3 separate regions of the Mus musculus genome follow, and all the other regions are linked to region 2. Evidence: chromatin contacts called from public ChIA-PET and HiChIP or PLAC-seq data. All regions are on one chromosome and are shown on one strand. Each heading gives the region's core, a stretch centred on a gene start, on an enhancer-like site or on the middle of the called end of the contact. The rest is flanking DNA. Distances are from core to core; before and after follow the strand shown. Region 1 has its middle 37 kb from the start of Gm39404. Region 2 has its middle 32 kb from the start of Gm46148. Region 3 overlaps Slc9a9 (solute carrier family 9 (sodium/hydrogen exchanger), member 9).

Region 1 (4,214 bases), core at 1,481-3,980, 180 kb before region 2:
ACTTGGTAACCATACAAATATGACCCTTTAAAGCGTGTACCATAATGTGCGGTCAAATGCATCTATATTATAATATATAGTATAGAATAGAATAATATTATACACACACACACTATTCTGTTTATATTCTATCTTGCCAATACTGGGAGAACAAAAACCACAACATGGTCCTGAAAGCTCAGAAGACACTTGATAACTATGTCTAGTTGGGAGTGATAATCTTTGACAGGTCGAAGATCTGAGTCAAGAGAATTGGGGGCTTGGCAAGGGCAGGGCCACACGGAGATGCTTCTGCTCAGTGAAGGTACTTCCCTACCATTTACCAACAGCCTGGAAGAAGGGCTACAGAATAAAAGAGATGGGCCTGAGTGACCAAAAGAGGAAGGCTCTTGCTGGAATTGTTTCTGTCTGCACACACATCTGCCCAGGCTCGGGAATTGGGTGACACTGACTTTACCCATTCAGGAGTTGACCTAAAGATGACACCATAAAGGAGGTGTGGCCATATAGGAATGAGAGAACCTAGAGGCAGAACAGTATATTTTATGAGCCCTGCTCCGTAGGAGAAACTCTGTGAGCCTCTGTGTATAAAAATCAAGGCGACAAAACTAACTGTTTAGCACTGAGGAGTCATTATAGGAGACAAAGATGTATTCCTTTTTCATTTTAAGGAATAAGACAGACCTTGGAAGCATTGTGGGTGGGGGTTGCCTATCAGCTAGCTTGGAATGTCTCTTCTGCACAAAACTTGCATCCAATGGTGCTTTTTATTACTGCAGAAACAGTTATATTTTTTTTTTACTCATTTATTTTGTAATTATAAATGTAAATCAATACCAATCCCTAATGGGTAGTTTTATTTACACATTTGATTACTTTTTAAAATTAAAACTCTTTATCTGAGATACCATTTAAATAGATTCTTACTCAAAATCCTTTTTTTTTTTTTAAACAAATCTGGTCCCTTATAATGAGCTGCCCCATGTGAGGCACATTTCATAACATTCACTATGTGCTCAGGGTCCCCAGCAGAAAAGATAAAGTCTCTCTCTCTCTGTCTCTGTCTGTCTGTCTGTCTGTCTGTCTTTCTCCTCTAATCAGGGTAGCTCCTAGTATATAGTCCTGTGCTGGGTGGTAGAAGCCATATATACATTCTAAAGAAGGAGATTTGAAAGGGGTCATGTGGAGTAACTCTGTCTTCCATCACCAGCAAAATGTACTTGAGTTTCAGTGATAAAACCTGACATTTCAGGCTTGAAGGAGATCAGCTTCCAAGGACAAGAGGTGGCTCCTTCCTCGATAAGCACAGCAGAAAGAGACTGAAGTCTGCCCTGGCAGTTTTGAGTTCTCTGTCCTGACCTTCATTTGAGCCATTCTATTTTCTACAAAAGAGAAATGCACTTTTGAGGGAAATGGTTCCTCTGTTTGTTTCTCTGAGACAGTGTCTTTAAAAATCTGTACTCAGGCCAGCCTGGGGTTCGTTCTGTATGTAGCTCATACTCACAGTGGCCTTGAACTCACAGTGGCATTCTTGCCTCTGCCTACCAGGTTCTGATGTGAACAACCACAGCTGGGGTAAAAAAATCTTTTCTGGCTGAATCCCTGAATCAGACAAAGCCATTCATAACCAAATGGAATTTCCCCTAAGTCTTTTATCTGTTGCTTCCCTTCCAGTATCATGCTCTTGACTTATATATAATGCAAAGCAGGTGCTTCCTGGCTTTCCTCTGTAATCTTGGGGTCTGGGCTTCCGTTTCTGCCTCCAGGTTCCGGCTTTGAGCTTCTGCCTTGGCTTCCCTTGATGTGATGGTTTGTCTGTGCTTGGCCCAGGGAGTGCAGCCTGATTGGAGTAGGTGTGTCACTGTGGGTGTGGGCTTTAAGACCCTCATTCTAGCTGCCTGGAAGTGAGTATTCTGCTAGCAGCCTTCAGATGAAGATGTAGAACTCTCAGCTCCTTCTGCACCATGGTCATGGTATCTGTTCACAGCAGTAAAACCCCAATTAAGACATTTGGTGACGGAGCATAACCTATAAACTGAATCATCCCCCATTTACATCAATGTCCTATCCCAGCAACAGAAGAGATCAGATTTGTTGTTTGTTTGTTTGTCTTTATTACTGTCCACTCTTCCCTTTTCCCTAAACAATGAGGTTGTGCCTGGGCATTTGTAGTTAGAGAATACCACTTCTTAAGTCTGCTGCATCTGGGTGCAAACAGTGAATTTTGAAGAGAAGCTCAGTTCTTAAAGTTCCATCCGTCTCCTCTTTGCCTCCCGCTCCCACCCCATCCCCACATGTCCTCAGCGCCATGAATTAAAGCAGGACAGTCATGTCGGTAACCTAGAGAAGGTCAGGAGCCAGGACAGAGTACTATCCAGAGGACAGAAGCTGAGTCTATGAATGGCCATGCGAAGCAGAAGCAGAAAAGCTCATCTCTCTGTTCTGAACCATGAGACAAGAGAAATCATCTTTCTTGGTCTTCGTTACAATAATGCAGATTTTCATATACGTAATACAAACTCCACGGGCTCATGTGAAAAGTCAAGGCACTTCTTCTAATTGGCCGATTCCCAGTTGACTCCTAAGCCCCACAGTGCTTGGAATATGGTAAGGCTCAATACATCTGTGAGCGCACATCACTAAGAGCTGTCAAGGCGTGAGGTCCCCTGGCTGGCGCATAAAACACAGACCGAGCAAACCTCTCTAAATGGCAGGTTACAAATGATGAGGAGAGGAGCAAACCACAGACAAACGGTAACAAGCGGTTAAGCTTAGGTGGGAACCTTTGTGGGTGCCGTGTAGAAATGACAGTTAATTATATGCCGCCACTTGAGTGATTTGCAGATAGTAATCACGGTCGCTGTCATTTTCCAAAACAAAAGACTTATACATGCACAGGCTGTGCAGACAGGTAATTTCTTCTTTTAACAAGTTTGATGAGACATCAAGATTGCTATGCTGTAAAGGTCCAGAAGAAAATGAAAATCCATTGCTACAGTGTGCAGAGTGAATGCAAAGTAGCTGCTTAATTAGGCAGGCCTTTTTTTTTTTTTTTTTTTTTTTTTTTGGTAACAAATGGCAAGACATCAACTACATTTGCTGAACATATCCAACATCATTTCTCACTCTGTGAAGTGCTGCATTAAATACAAGGAGAAATGCATAGATAACAGAATATGATACATAAAGATACAGGAGGGGGGGATGCTACAAAAACAGATGTTTAGATTTCCTTGAGACGTCAATGAATCATCGCCTTGGTCATGTTTCGAGTTTCTGAGCAGCCTTTTCATCACACGTGATTTGGGTTTAAAGTGAAAGAACAAAACCAAATTGTGCCCGCAGTCAGTGAGCTCCAGCAAACACTACCAGGTTCTTATCTTCTACTCTATAATATCGTACTTTAAAAGTTTGAAAGGCTGTGCATGATGCTTGCTTTGGATTGTCAATTTGACTACATCTGGAATTAACTAAAACCCAAGCAGTTGGGTACACCTGTGAAGAATCTTTTCTTCTTAGTTAAGTCACTTCAAGTGGGGAGACCCACATTTAACCCAGATCTTTAAAGTGGGAAGATCCAACTCTAATCCAGGCCTCACCTTCTGCTGGCAGTTTCTATAAATGACATGGAAGAAGGAAGCTTGTTCTCTTTGCCTGCTTGTCCTCACTCTGGCTGGCAAGTCCATTCCTTCCCTGGCAATACTTCTTCGGGATTCTGGTCTATACTGAACACCAGCTGAGACATCCACCTCCATGGACGGTGCAACCACTGGATTCTCAGACCTGCCGTTGGTAGGCAGCCATTGCTGGACTACCAGGACCACAGCCTGTAAGCCACTCTCGTAAATCCCTTTCCCCTTTGATTTATTCTGGGGTCACAACAAATATTTTTGCTTATCTCAAGTGCCTTTGTGTATCTGTGAATTTGCACACTCCTTCATCTGGAGCAAATGAAGAATGCCACAGTTTGTAACGCAACCAATAATGGATCATGATAGACATCAGGGGTGTCAGGTGCAGGCAAGAAAATTCCTTCCTAGTAATTTAAGACTTTCATACTGAAAGATAATCCAATGGCTTACATCATCCACTGAGGGCTAAAGAAACAATTGCTCATTGTGTTTCCCTAGCTAAGGGGACAATTATTACCCTGTCACTGCTGGCAGAACCAACCTGAACACTAAGAATTGTCTTTGAGTAATTCTCCTGGTCTC
Region 2 (3,662 bases), core at 102-2,601:
CAGCCCAGAACAGGCTCAGCGTTTTCCACTCAACTATTTCCCTCTCAAATATTACAAAGTCACACCCTTTCAGCATTGATGGGTGGCTATCCACGGTCTCAGGTTTGTCTTCAGGTCTGCTATGAGAGGGGGATGCTGAAGGCTTTGGCTCTCAGTTCCACACTCTAAATTGAAGAACCTTAAAAAAAATGAAACTAGTCTTTTTAAAGAATGGAGAACGATTCTATGTTTTAATAATATTATAGCTTGTACTTCACTGATTTTGTGGCTCCACAGTTATTGAATGCTAACATTCATTCCTGTTCCTGGTGGGTCTTTTCAACTGGATTTGTGGGTATTGGCAAGTTAGGAGGGACCCACATATTAGTCTTGTCTGGCTTCTGGTTAAGAAGCCAGTTGATACTAATGGCAATGGTCTAGCTTGTTGCAGATCGAGTGCAGCCAGATACATTAAACCTCCCAAGGTGTGTTAGACCACTCTTTGCTCTCTCTCTTTAAACGACACACTGTACCATTTGGCTTTGATGCCACAGGCAAGAAGTGAGCCAGGTGAAAGAGTAGATTTATATAGAAAAGAAAAAAATCTCAACTATAAATGAAAGTGGGTAGGGGGGATGAGAACATACCTCAGACACAGACACCACTGCCCTTCAGTTTTGTCTTCCTAGAGTTCTGCTCCATTTAAACACTCTTTCAGTGTTAAGGGACATGATGGGATATTGATTTCTGTATTAAAAGGAGCACTTTCTCATGGCCGGTAACTCAGTTTGTAGGGGTGAGATCTCAGAGAAAGATGTATGAAAACGCTTCATAATTAGACAGCCAAAGGAAGATTTAGATAATCTCAGAGATAAACACTGCATATGGATCTTTCTAGGTTTAAAAAGAATATAGCAATTCTTATTTTTATTTTCATTCCCATGGCAACACACTAAAAGAGTCTAGACAAGTCCCTGAGATTAAAATATAATATTTTCTTAGCTTTTTCAAGGAATTTAACTCTTTCTGGACTGCAATGCAATACTGATTCTCTTTACTACTGAAATGCTTAGTGCGGAAAATGTAAAGACATTAGAAATTTAATTATGAAAACAAACATGGAAAATAACACAGGACTTGTGAAGGGCAGATCACAATTCGTTTCTATGTCAATTCCTTCTCTCACTTGTACATAGATGTAGTTAAAAGCTTTGAGACAGACAGCAGACTCCAGCGTTCTCTAGTTTTGCCAGGACATTGTACAAGATTGCTTTTGTAGATGATAACTAATGTTTACGTTCAACACAAAAGGGCACAGAACCAAAGCCAGGTATGAGTATGTCAAGGAAAACCTCAAACCCTTCGTTAAGAAACCACTGGAGCCAACCACCTCCTTGTGGTTATTCTATGTCAGTTGTTATGTGGATCACTGTATGTATACATGCTCAAAAAAATGTTTGCTCAGCAGATGTCAAATTTCAGTGTGTTAGACGCAAACAGGCTAAAAGTTAAAAAAAAAAAAAGATTATTATCTTTACCCTTTCTCTCAATTTCTTATTTTGAATGCAGCAGAAAGGAAATACCAACCCAGAACTGAGTCACACACACACACACACACACACACACAATTACATAAAATAACAGTAAGAGAAAAACAGGAGAGGCTTGGGTGGCCATGAGACTGTTTCTGTCTGACTTCTGTAAGAGGAGTGGGCAGGCAAGGGCAGGGGATGCAGAAAATCTCAACTACAAGGCGTGTTCTAAGAAATTCCAGAGACAACATCTCCGACTGTCAATCTTTGCTGTCAGGTGGACTATGTTTAAGAGCCACAACTTTGGGTGGCCTTCTGTTTCCAAAGAGGCTGAACTAAAGGGAGAAGACGCATCCTGATTATGCGTGGCACCATCTGATGGGCTGGGGTCCCAGACCTGAATAAAAAGGCTTAAGACGGCTGAGCACATGTATTTGCATGTGCGTGCGTGTGTGTGTGTGTGTGTGTGTGTGTGTGTGTGTGTGTGTGTGTGTGTGTGTGTGTGTTTGTCTGTATGTCTGCTTCCTGGCTAAGTATTCACTGTGACTAGATGCCTCATACTCCTGGTGCCACCCCTTCCCTTTGTGAGGCCTGTACCTCACAGAGCCCCAAATAATCCCTTTCACCCTAAACTTGTCTTTTATCAGATATTTTGTCATATGGCTGAAAATAATTGCAGAATCTTCTATCATAGGGGCCCCATCTTGTAGAGCCATTAACTGGTTAGGCTGGCACTATCTTGGAGTAGAGACAGTGGCAGGTTCATCTCATTGGGAAGCTTCAGCTCATCATTCTCTGTGTGGCATTTCAGTGGGGACATTTATATATAGCAGAGTGGTATAGAATTGTGCCTTCACACTGTTTCTTTTAAGAAAGTTTAAACCAATAGCACTTTCCCCTACCTAGCAGCTCAGCAAACTAAGTGACTGGTCAAATCTTATTGACTTTTTGTTTGCATGAACTTAATTATTATTTATCATTACTATTAATTATTATTACTATTATTGTTGCATGTGTGTGTATTTATGTGTGTGTGTGTGTGTGTGTGTGTGTGTGTGTGTGTGTGTGTGTGTGTGTGTGATATGTGTATTTGCACATACAGGCCCACCTTGGCATTTATGAGGACGTCAATTTTGGGAAGTTGGCTCTTTCCTTCTAACCCTTCTGTGGGTTCCAAAGGTTTACCTCATAGTTTTAGACTTCCACAGCAATCCTGTTTATCTACCATCTTGCCAGACATTATTGTTTTTTTTTCTTAAGCAGTTTTCAAATGATTTCCCTCTTACTCATCCCTACCACAGTGTGCCAGCCTCTGAAGGGTCTCATGTGGACTTCTACAGCGATGCTTTGACTGATCTTGTTCCTTGTCATTACTAACATCTCAAGGACTTATTCCACACTCCCAGGGGCCATCTCTAAAGTGTAGTTCACTGTCTTGTTTAAAGACTTTTAATGTTTATCAGTTGCTTTCAGGATAAATTCAGAATTCCCAAATCAAAGCAGCAAATGTCTTTCTAGCCCTAGTCTTCACCACTCCCGATCTGTCAGAATTTTCTAGAACCACTCTGGACTTTCACTATTGCTTCAGAGCAGCTCCTTCCTGTGTTTCCATCTTTGGACTGCATTCTTCTCTTTGCTTAGATTTCTCTTCCTGTGCTGTCTTCTGCCAAATGTGAACTCATTACCCCTTCCTAGAGGATTAAAAAATATTGTTTATATGTCCATTTACTTCAGAAACTTCTTATAGCTATAATGAAATAGAATTCACACAGTAAATTTCACCATTTCAAGCATTGAATTGTTTTAATACATCCTCAGTCCACTTTACTACATTTTCATAATGCTTTAAAAATCCATTATTAATTAGTAACTACTTTTTTTGTTCGTGTTCCCCCCAGATTCTCGGAGCCAACAGTACATTTCCCGTGTCTCTGGATTTGCCTCCTTTGATTGGTTGATAGAAGTCACAAAGCATGAGACCTCTTGTTGCTTCTTTCTATTAGCATAATATTTTCAAGATTCATCCATTTTGTGGGACATTCCTTCTTTGTGTTGTCATATTAGTGCTTCATTTACTATGAAACAATGCTCTACTGAGTAGACATACCACATTTGTTTATTCATTCATCATTTGCTACATATATGGTCCTT
Region 3 (3,679 bases), core at 67-2,566, 250 kb before region 2:
CTCCTGTTTGAGATGTGACCATCTTTTCCTGAACGTTGTGCCACTGTGAAGTGATACCATCTGCTGCCCTCACCTCAGACCAACCCAGTGGGACTGCTTCTTTATTACAATTTACAAGTTATAAATTTTGTAAGTAAACTTCCTTCTTTATAACAAGTGTTCTCTTAACTAAGGGTTAAATGAAAGCCCCTTAGTGTCCAGGCAGCCTCAGGGTCCTCTCTGCAAGCTTGAGCTGCACTGGGGTCCTCTTATGCCAAGACTGGTCAAGATAGAGAGACAGGAATCACCGCAGCTTGTTTCTGTAGAATGTGAAGGATGGATAAAACCTACTACACCGTGAGTAGCCTGCCAAAGCGTCTCCAAGCCCTTATGGCGATTAATCACCCTGGGGCTCTCCCTCCCAGCGTGTCTAGAAAAGCTTTACAGGAGGAGATCGTCCCCCCAGCCTTCCTGTATCCTTCCCAAGAGTGCCCCACTGTTAACTGCACATATTTATCTCCTGACTTTGCCTGATCAAACTGTTCCTATTGCCAGAAGAGCTCTGGCCCTGGCCTCTGTGCAAGAATGTCACACGGTAAAAGCCTGGAAGGCTCAAAGATAGATAAACATGTAAGAATCAAAAGGGAAATATGGACAGTGAGAAAAGCAGACTTAATTAACTGATTCCCTTAAAGGGAAGAGCCCAATTAAAGGCATATAGTTAGCTGTGTCTGTAAGTCTTGTTTGCTTGTTTGTTTTTAACATTCTTACAAGTCTTAGTCACATAGTAGCTCTGTGACCTACTGGGAGGGGATCAGATTCCCTTTTTTTGAAACAATAGCACATTTTTTACTCAGCAGTATACAGAACCCCAAACCACTTCCCTTAAGCAACTGACAGTGTCACTTTTCAAACAGGAAGTGGAGACTTAGCAGAATTTTCACGGAGGAGCTTCCTTTGTCGGTTCACTGCAGTCATCTGATTTATGGGGGGTAGAAGTGATAAATTTAACAGTGCTGACAACTTTTGAAATGGGACTCGATCCACCCGACATCCCAGTTCAATGCACTACCCGCCCTTGCAGCTCAGCAGTGTAAATATATAACGTGCTAGAACACACATGAACATATTCATGATGAGATGTGTTAAAACTGTGAGTTTTCCCTATAATCCAACTCCTTCTCCATTTTTCCCATCCCCTTTCCTATGAACTCACAGGGGAATACCAAGTAGCTCCTCCCCTCCTTCCGACCCCCACCTGTCCTTCCTCTCCACCTGCCCCTGGGTTTCCACCCAAGTGCTGTCTCTGCTTTTGCTTTATTTCCTGCCTGCTGCAGCCAAACTAAGCCTTTGCCTTTGTTAACATCCCCCTTCTCTGCTGACTAGCGTGAACAGGCCAACCTGGTGTTCAGTGGCTCCCATAGTCGAATCTGCCCTCAGTTTTCTGGTCTTCCATACATCCAAAAAATAGAAGATGCTTCGTTTCCTGGGATATTTATTGCTTTTCTCACTTGTATACCATGCCCCTCCCTCTGACTGGGATGTCTTCCCACCCTCACCCCATCCTCTCCCACAGTTGCATCTAGAGTCCATCAGGATGCTTCCTTGTAAGCCTCCCTGACAGCCCTGCCACCACAGGACAGCAGCACTTCTGAGTGCCTGGGGGTCTATACAAACCTTTGGCACCTGCACTTTAGCATTACGGTGTTATTCTGGTACTATTTTCCTCCGGCTTACTAGTAAGTACCCTCCTAGAAATTATGTCTATTTCAGAAGTGTAATTGTGGAGACTCAGTCCATTGAAGACAGAGAATAAATGAAAGAAACATTAGCAATAGACAAGGGTTGTTGCTGGTTGCTTGGGTCAGATCTGGGGCTTTCACATGATGGGCAAGCTCTTCATCACCAAACTACGTCCCCACCCCTGATGTTTAGGTTGTTTGTTTGTTGTTTTTACTGGTTGTTTATTTGTTTTTACTTTTCAAATTTCCATTTCCTCTTCAAAAGAAAAAATTTAAACTTCCTATTTATATGAAAGTGAAGAATGTTTGTTTAGTCCTAAATATCTGGAACAAATTCACATTTGTGAAGCCATAATATAATATAATATAATATAATATAATATAATATAATATAACATAACATAATAATATTGGCCCCAAAGGTTAAAATTAAAGATACTTTGGATCCACAGAAGAACTTTAGCAAATGGTGTTGAGAATCAAACATTACAGTGCAGGACAGGACAGCAGCAGCCAGCTGCTTTGAGTGCGCCTTTCTCATGGCATAGGTAGCACTGGTTTCACTTGGCAGATAACTCTTTTCTATCCTACATTTTTACCTGTGTTGAGCATGAAGAGAACGGGCTTAGCATATGGTACTTCCTGAAGTCTACCTTCAGAAGAAGCACACAGTATACTGCTGCTGCTCTAAATGCCATAGTTCTCTATTTTCCAGCTTTATCCTTTCCTATTGGAAGGAGTTCATGAAGGGACAGAGCTGTGCTCTGTTTCCAAGTACCACCAAGGTCTAACCACCCCAGAAATGCACCTGCTTTTTGAAAACCTTCTAAGAGGTGGTGGCACTACATGGGAATTCCTTCCAGACTCCCCAAATCCTTGGCATTCCATCTAGGCTTCAACTCAATTCTTCTACGAGTAAAACTGACTATCAAGTCCTAATGTGTACAAACCAAGGCTGAATACTCACTCAGCACACGCCAAGAAGGAAGGCGATCCAGAGGAGCTCTGTGATGGCTTCAGTGCCCGACTCTGTGGGACTTCTCCTGAACTCTTCCCAGAACCTCCCACCTCCTGCTGCCTGAGAAGCTAAAATTCGTTGGGCCTCAGCCCCTTGTTTATGAGCCCTTTGGAGAGCCTGGCCAGTGTGTGGTATTAGTGGTCAGGACTCAGGATCAAGGGCTAAGTCCTGATGTAGCTTCTTCCCACCAGCACCAGAGTCTGGCCCATTGTATAATATCTGTGGGTACAAATTATTTTTATATCTTCATATGCACAACACAAGGGGTTCTGAAGGAAAGGCCAACCAGAGACTGCCCTACCTGGGGATCCATCCTATATGCAGACCCCAAACCCAGACGCTATTGCTGATGCCAAGAAGTGCATGCTGACAGAAGTCTGGTATAGCTGTCCCCTGAGAAGCTCTGCCAGAGCCTGACCAATACAGATGAGGATGCTCACAGCCAACCATCAGACTGAGTACGGAGTCCCCAATGGAGGAGTTAGGGGAAGGAATGAAGGAGCTGAAGGGGTTTGCAACCCCATAGGAAGAAAAACAATATCAACCAACCAGATCCTCTAAAACTCCCAGGGACTAAACCACCAATCAAAAAATACACATGGGGAGACCCATGGCTCCAGCCACATATGTAGCAGAGGATTGCCTTATCTGGCATCAATGGAAAAAAAAGTCCTTGGTCCTGTGAAGGCTCAATGCCCCAGTGTAGGGGAATATTAGGGTGGTGAGGCAGGAATGGGTGGGTGGGTGGGTGGGGGAGCCCCCTCATAGAAGCAGGGAGAGGGGGATGGGATAGGGGATTTGTGAAGGGCAAACTGCGAAGGTGGGATAACATTTCAAATATAAATAAATAAAATAACCAATAAAAACAGTTTTAAAACATTTAGTATCCAAGAAACCACAACTCTATCAAATCCAGGATGATAACTTTCAAACATTGCAA

What was found. ChIA-PET counts read pairs in DNA pulled down with a chosen protein or histone mark. HiChIP or PLAC-seq counts read pairs in DNA pulled down with a chosen protein or histone mark.
Region 1: a contact with region 2 is called in an RNA polymerase II ChIA-PET map of memory CD8 T cells, with 11 read pairs. The contact joins two enhancer-like sites. A contact is called at or near these places in 3 of 484 Hi-C or Micro-C datasets (the Ba/F3 cell line, the HL-1 cell line and liver) and 2 of 115 datasets of contacts at active chromatin or transcription factors (CD8 T cells and memory CD8 T cells).
Region 3: a BATF HiChIP or PLAC-seq map of CD8 T cells shows a contact between it and region 2, with 5 read pairs. The contact joins two enhancer-like sites. A contact is called at or near these places in 1 of 15 datasets of contacts at CTCF or cohesin (CD8 T cells), 5 of 484 Hi-C or Micro-C datasets (CD4 T cells, Th2 cells, bone marrow-derived macrophages and 1 more) and 2 of 115 datasets of contacts at active chromatin or transcription factors (CD8 T cells and memory CD8 T cells).

The regions. Positions count from the first base shown.
Region 1 is chr9:94,619,612-94,623,825 of GRCm38.p6, reverse strand. No RefSeq gene overlaps it. Among named protein-coding and RNA genes, the nearest start is that of Gm39404, 37 kb to the right of the region's middle. Within about 2 kb of position 2,730, at least 33 of the 459 cell types and tissues checked have an H3K27ac peak or open chromatin away from gene starts, as enhancers often do. A contact at or near this core is called in CD8 T cells and memory CD8 T cells, where this site is marked.
Region 2 is chr9:94,439,305-94,442,966 of GRCm38.p6, reverse strand. No RefSeq gene overlaps it. Among named protein-coding and RNA genes, the nearest start is that of Gm46148, 32 kb to the left of the region's middle. Within about 2 kb of position 1,351, at least 15 of the 459 cell types and tissues checked have an H3K27ac peak or open chromatin away from gene starts, as enhancers often do. A contact at or near this core is called in CD8 T cells and memory CD8 T cells, where this site is marked.
Region 3 is chr9:94,689,113-94,692,791 of GRCm38.p6, reverse strand. The region is part of intron 2 of Slc9a9 (solute carrier family 9 (sodium/hydrogen exchanger), member 9); the gene reads right to left. Among named protein-coding and RNA genes, the nearest start is that of Slc9a9, 21 kb to the right of the region's middle. Within about 2 kb of position 1,316, at least 182 of the 459 cell types and tissues checked have an H3K27ac peak or open chromatin away from gene starts, as enhancers often do. A contact at or near this core is called in CD8 T cells and memory CD8 T cells, where this site is marked.